2 separate regions of the Mus musculus genome follow, and region 2 is linked to region 1. Evidence: chromatin contacts called from public HiChIP or PLAC-seq data. All regions are on one chromosome and are shown on one strand. The core of a region is the stretch at or near the end of the contact, and the rest is flanking DNA. Distances in the headings are between cores, read along the strand shown. Region 1 overlaps Map1s (microtubule-associated protein 1S). Region 2 overlaps Fcho1 (FCH domain only 1).

The links. HiChIP or PLAC-seq counts read pairs in DNA pulled down with a chosen protein or histone mark.
Region 2: a contact with region 1 is called in an H3K4me3 HiChIP or PLAC-seq map of embryonic midbrain, with 4 times the contacts expected there. The contact joins two enhancer-like sites. A contact is called at or near these places in 2 of 484 Hi-C or Micro-C datasets (LSK cells and the N1E-115 cell line), 4 of 115 datasets of contacts at active chromatin or transcription factors (bone marrow-derived macrophages, double positive thymocytes, embryonic midbrain and 1 more) and 1 of 9 other capture datasets (macrophages).

What each region holds. Positions count from the first base shown.
Region 1 is chr8:70,910,138-70,913,037 of GRCm38.p6, reverse strand. Map1s (microtubule-associated protein 1S) reads right to left here. Exons shown (of 7, transcript NM_173013.3): 2 at 1,989-2,093; 3 at 1,110-1,192; 4 at 385-525; 5 at 1-132. Among named protein-coding and RNA genes, the nearest start is that of Map1s, 5.6 kb to the right of the region's middle. Within about 2 kb of position 1,642, at least 35 of the 459 cell types and tissues checked have an H3K27ac peak or open chromatin away from gene starts, as enhancers often do.
Region 2 is chr8:71,708,022-71,710,966 of GRCm38.p6, reverse strand. Fcho1 (FCH domain only 1) reads left to right here. Exons shown (of 28, transcript NM_028715.3): 23 at 473-628; 24 at 841-973; 25 at 1,193-1,392; 26 at 1,582-1,637; 27 at 1,877-2,041; 28 at 2,136-2,580. The coding sequence ends at 2,158. Among named protein-coding and RNA genes, the nearest start is that of B3gnt3, 7.7 kb to the right of the region's middle. Within about 2 kb of position 1,591, at least 45 of the 459 cell types and tissues checked have an H3K27ac peak or open chromatin away from gene starts, as enhancers often do.

The sequences.
Region 1 (2,900 bases), core at 393-2,892:
CGGCAGCTGCGCGGGCGGATTTAGTCGCAGCTGCAGCCCGGGCACAGGGCCCAACAGTGCCCAGTCCCCAAAGGTTGGACAGGACACAGTGAGGGCTGGGGCAGCTGGTGCTGAGGCCAGTGCATCCTGGACCTGTGGGGCAAGCACAGGACCACCTGGACATGAAGACTAGACACCACTTCCTCTAACCCCCACCAGCCGCCACTTGTCACCCCGGGCCTACCTACCAGGGTCTCTGGTGGAGTTGCCTTCCTAGCCCACGGCCCCGTTCAGTGTACCCTCCCCACTCACTGCACTGTGCAGTGGATGATAGGCTTCGGAGCCCTTCTCTCACCCTAGAGCACAGGCTTGGGAAAGGGCGGAAGGGTCATGGGAACCACTTACCTCTTTGTCCCCCAGCACCTGCAGGAAGTGGTGGGCCGAGAACCCCCCAGTCTGCAACAGCAGTTCCCCAGTCTCCTCCAGGCAGGGCCCGGCCAGGACCAGCAGCTTGTGAGGGGCGGGGTCCATCAGGAGGTTCCGGAGCTGTGGGTAAGGTGGGCAGCCCCGTGAGTGGCACTGGACCAGGCCCCAGCTTTGAACTCATTGTCAGAGGCAACTGAGAGGCTGAAGGAAAGCAGAACCAGCAGGTGTGCCTACCACAGCCCTCCCCTTCCCTGAGGCCAGCTGGCATCTGCCTGCCAAGCAGGGCTCCTTCACCGTGAGACTCCTGTGAAGACCCACCTAGCCCTTTCTCCATCTTTCTTTAGGCACAGGCTAGCCCTCACCTACCTGCTTCTGCCTCCTCCTGCTGGGACAACAGGCCTGTGACAACATTCCCAGATCAATTTGTGACATGCATCAGAGAGTCCCAGAGCTGTCTTAGACTGGGAGGAAGGTGCAGGCTGGCCAAAAGCAAGACTCCTACCACCCAGGGCAGCTCCTGCCTGGGCCAGGTAGAGGCTAAGCCAGGACATTGGGTTCCATGGGTTCCTCCCACCTGCCTCCAGCTCATCAGTGCATTCCATGACCAGCCTTCCTGCCCCAAGTCTACAAGAGGAAGTAGGTGCAGAAGTGTCAAGCACATATGCTGGGTCAGGAGTGAGGACAGCACAGGGCCCTGCTCCTACCTCATCACACAGGGACTTGTCTGAGGGGTTCAGCAGGACCAGCGTCTCCAAGGTCTCTCCACGGTGGTGCAGGCTCCGCTGCCCTGTGGGATGACAAGCCCAGGCCCCGGCTCAGGCTGCCTAATCCCAAATCCTACCACCAGGGGACCCTCAGGTACTGAAGCTGCAGAACCCACAGCAGGGTGCCCCAGCTGAGAGCAAACAGGAAAGAAAATGGAAGAAGCCCATGGGTGCCCTGGGCCTCAAGCAGGGACAACACAGATGATCAGCCAGGGGTGCTAGACTGCGTATCAGCACCAGCACAGCTCAGCACCTAAGCCAGGAGGACACACAGGAGGCTCTACATGGCAGACAGCAGCTTCAGCCCTCCCCTGCAAGACCAGGCCAGAGAAATGTGACTACCCAGAAGGGGCGTCCAGAGGGCTGTGGTCACACAGTAGGTCACTTCCAGCTTTTTCTCCAATGGATCAGGGGTCAGGAAGCCACTACGACCCAAAGGGACACTTCCTTCCCCTCCTGCAGCTGTAGGTGGTGACTCAACCCACTGGGCAGGGACGAGCTACAAGCAATACCCATGAAAGGGCTGCTCTGGCCACCCCAGGATCCCAAGGAAATCGCCCTGCACCCCATCTCTGCTTCCCTATTGGTTCTCAGCCCTGAGGGCCCCTCCCTAAAGTCACTACACCCTTCTGTAAGTTAGGGACAGAGCATATGACTTTCTTCTACTGTCCAAAACCAAGGCAGCATCCACAGGCCAGAGGTACCTCTGTGCAGGCCTTAGCACTGCCTCACCCCACGCCCGGCATACAGCTGCCACTCAGCAGCTCAGCACCCAGAGAGGAGCAGGAGAACTAAGGGAGGCAGAGTGGGGCAGGTCACCTTTCACAATGCTGGAGAAGGTGGCTGAATGCCGGGACACGAAGGCCTTGAGCTGCTCATCCAGGCTGCAGACAGCGGGGTCCACATCCTCCCAGGAGCGAACACCTGCAGGCAGCAGGAGACAAAAGCTGAGTGCCAGCGCCCTCCCTCCCTTCTGTCTGCTTGGCTCCCGTGGCTTAGCTCCTGGGAAGGCACAGTCAAGGGGCTCAGGGAAGCCTCAGCATCTCTGACTTGAGGCCTGACCAACAAGATGACCAGTCCCTGTCTGGCCATCCGCTTCACATCTCTGCTCTATTAGAATCCTCAACTTTTGGGAGATTTTTCTGTATGCACATGTATGCATGTGCACACCTATGTACTCCTCCTCTGCTGAAGTCACCTTTTGGTGAGCATTTACATGGGACACAAATATCTTCACATCCTTTGCCCATTTGGAGAGATCTATCCACATACTTCTTCCCCAGATGTCTTTCTCACCAATTTTCCAATTGTGATCTTTCCAAGTCCCTGACCATCCAGCCAATCCATTGGCTACAGCCCATGAGTCAGTGAATAATCGTACATCTGGCCACTTCTTCTTACAAACAAACTGTAATACCATGTGTACTGCCCGAAGTTCTGCCCACTGTGAAGATTTCCCTTCACCTGTGTCTTTCAAGGTTGTCTCAGAAAGGGGTTGTAATGCTGCAGCTGTCCACTTCTGGGTGGTGCCTGCATAACGTGCAGAGCCATCAGTAAACCAGGCTCTAGTCTTCTCCTCTTCGGTCAGTTGATCATAGGGAACACCCCATGAGGCTATAGGCGTATGCTTGGCAGCAGATGGCATTGTAACAGGAGTAGAAACCATAGGCATTTGAGCAACTTCTTCATGTAACTTGCTTGTGCCTTCAGGACCTGCTCTGGCCCGATCAC
Region 2 (2,945 bases), core at 342-2,841, 800 kb before region 1:
AGAGGGCTTTTGTGTGAGGCTAGCAATCCTGAGGCCATTCTAAGGAGTCCATGGGCACTGAGCCAAAGGGACTTGTAGTAGAAACAGGTCAAGGGTGAACTGGGGGCTCTGAAGCTGGCTTGCCCTCCCTGGGGTTGCCATATGCAAGAGGAGACATTAGCATTAAGCCACAAAGAAGAGTAGAGTGTTAGACTCTACACCCAACCTAGGGATGCTCAGAACACCCAGTTGATTCTAGGTTGGGACTCCTAGTGGCCCAGGAGAAGAGGATCTAGGGATGGTACTTTCATTAGTACTTAAATGTAGGCTGGGTTGGAGAAATTCATCTTGCCAGGCAGGGAAGGAAGAGTAAGAAGTTGGGGAGACAATGCTGAGAATAATCAGAGCCCCACAGGAGCTTTGGCTGCAAGTATAACCAGGAGGGTCCAGTGCCAAGCGGAGCCCTGATCCCATACTGTCCCTGGTTTCCTAGTTGCCTGGCTCGAGTCACCGGGGAGTTAACCATGACCTTCCCTGCGGGCATTGTGCGTGTGTTCAGTGGCACCCCACCACCACCTGTCCTCAGCTTCCGGCTGGTGAACACGGCCCCTGTAGAACACTTCCAGCCCAACGCTGACCTGATCTTCAGGTGCCTTGCATGGGCCGTGGGAGAGGGTCCCAGATGTCAGTGGAGCCAGGGGCCCAGGGCCTTAAATGCCTATAGCGCCCCCTGCTAGTTGCTGTGTGGCATGGGGCAAGTGGCTGTTCCTCTCTGGACCTACTACTGCACCCACAGCAGCCCAGTCTGGAATGGGAGAGCGTCTCCCGAGGGGTGAGGATATTCTGTCCCTGTCTCTACAGTGACCCCTCCCAGAGTGACCCGGAGACCAAAGACTTCTGGCTGAATATGGCGGCGCTGACGGAGGCCCTACAGCACCAGGCTGAGCAGAACCCCACCGCCTCCTACTACAACCTGGTGCTATTGCGGTACCAGGTGGGGCTGCGCGGGGGCGGGGCGAGGGCGGGTTACATAAATAATGCAAATAATAGATAGTGCTGTGTCCTCTGAGCTCTCCTGCTCTCTGCTGGCCACTCGCGGTACTGCGTATGATACTGGTGGTTGCACATTGCTTGGACTAGGCTGGGGGCAGCATAGCCCTTGTGACCGGCCGTGGCTATGTCGCCCAGCCACCTCTGTCTTTTCGTTCCTAAGTTCTCCCGCCCTGGACCTGAGTCAGTGCCCCTGCAAATGAGCGCCCACTGGCAGTGCGGGCCCACACTCACGCGGGTCTCGGTGGAGTACAGCTACCGTGCGGGCGCCACTGCTGTGTCCACGCCACTCACTAATGTCCAGATCCTCCTGCCCGTGGGGGAGCCGGTGACCAGTGTGCGGCTGCAGCCTGCGGCCACCTGGTAAGCCACCCTGCCCAGCTGGGAACATACAAGCCAGCCAACAAGAGCCCTGGGATAGCTGTGCCACGACACACCCCTGCACGGGTGGGGAGACTGAGGCTTGGCTGGGCATGGGTTTGCAAAGGCTACACAGTTAACTGACTGCCAGAGACCTCTCTGTCGAGTCTGACCCAGATTCCTTGCCACCAGGAACACAGAGGAAAAGAGGTTCACGTGGAAGCTTCCAGATGTGTGTGAGGCAGGGGGTGAGTCACAGCTCTGATGAGGGCTGCTGCGTGGGAGAAATCGCGGGTGGGCAGATTGTTAAAACTGGACATAGTTCGTGGGAACTGACGAATTCTAGAGGAGGGTTCTCAGGATACAGGACCACCTGTATCCTGAGCCTGTGACAAAGAGCCTGTGACAGGAGCACATCCTGGACCCGTGGTCTAGGCAAGGGGTATGCGAGGTCTGATTTAGTCGAGGCTGACCCCTCACCCCGTAGGCTCAGGCCACCTGTCAGCCAGTTGGCAGCCGCAGTCGGGGCCCAGCACTCCCAGCCCCGTGGCCGCACAATTCACCAGTGAGGGCGCCACGCTGTCTGGCCTGGACCTGGAGCTGCTAGGTGGTGGCTACCGCATGTCCCTGGTGAAGCGGAGATTCGCTACAGGTAGTTGCTGCCCTTTGGGGCTGGAGAAGCAGGGTGGGGTGGGTAGTCGGGAGGGGGAGCTCACGCAAGCCCCCACGCTGTTTTATCCCCACAGGGATGTACCTCGTCAGCTGCTGAGGTTCCTAGTGCTGGGGACTGCCTGCTCTCCTGCCTCTGCCGGCTCCCCCAGGCTGGACTCCGTGGACAGGAACACCCATTTCAGCCTGGCTCAGCCAACTCCTCCGTCCACAAGCAGGCCCTGGCCTTTAGTATTCTTTAAATAAACAGTTTTCTAACAAAATAAAGAGGAATCCTCTTTCCGGTTCAGACCGGGAAGGATGGGGAGGGGGGAAGGAGGAGCTGATACCTACTGTGCGGTTCATCTCCAGGGCTGTGTGAGCTGCCTATTCCTGCTGACACACAGCTAGGCTACAGGGAGGGAGAAGTAGATGAACCCCTAGAACACTGCTTCTCCACCCTCCTAATGCTGAGACCCTTTAATATACTTACTCATGTTGTGGTGACCCCCCAACCATAAAATTATTTCATTTCTACTTCATAGCTGTGATTTTTGCCGCTGTTGTCAATCATAATGTAAATATCTGATATGCAGGATATCTTATATTTGAGCCCTCCAAAGGGGTAGAAGTAAACTGCTACCTAGAGGGTTCTGAAGTATACATAGGAGTGTATAAACTAGAGAAGGACGGGCACCTGAGGGAGAGCTGGGCTTGGTGAGGAAGCCAGCAGTCAACTCAGGGACAGACAGGGTGGGAAGCAGGATAAAGTTCCTGATAGTCTAGGCTCAGCAGCTGAAAGGCCGGACCTGATTGTCCTCCCAGCACTCAGAGTCAAGGGACCTTGCGCCCTCTTTTGGCCTCCAAGGGCACTGCACTCATGTGGATGTAGGAAGAAGATACATGAA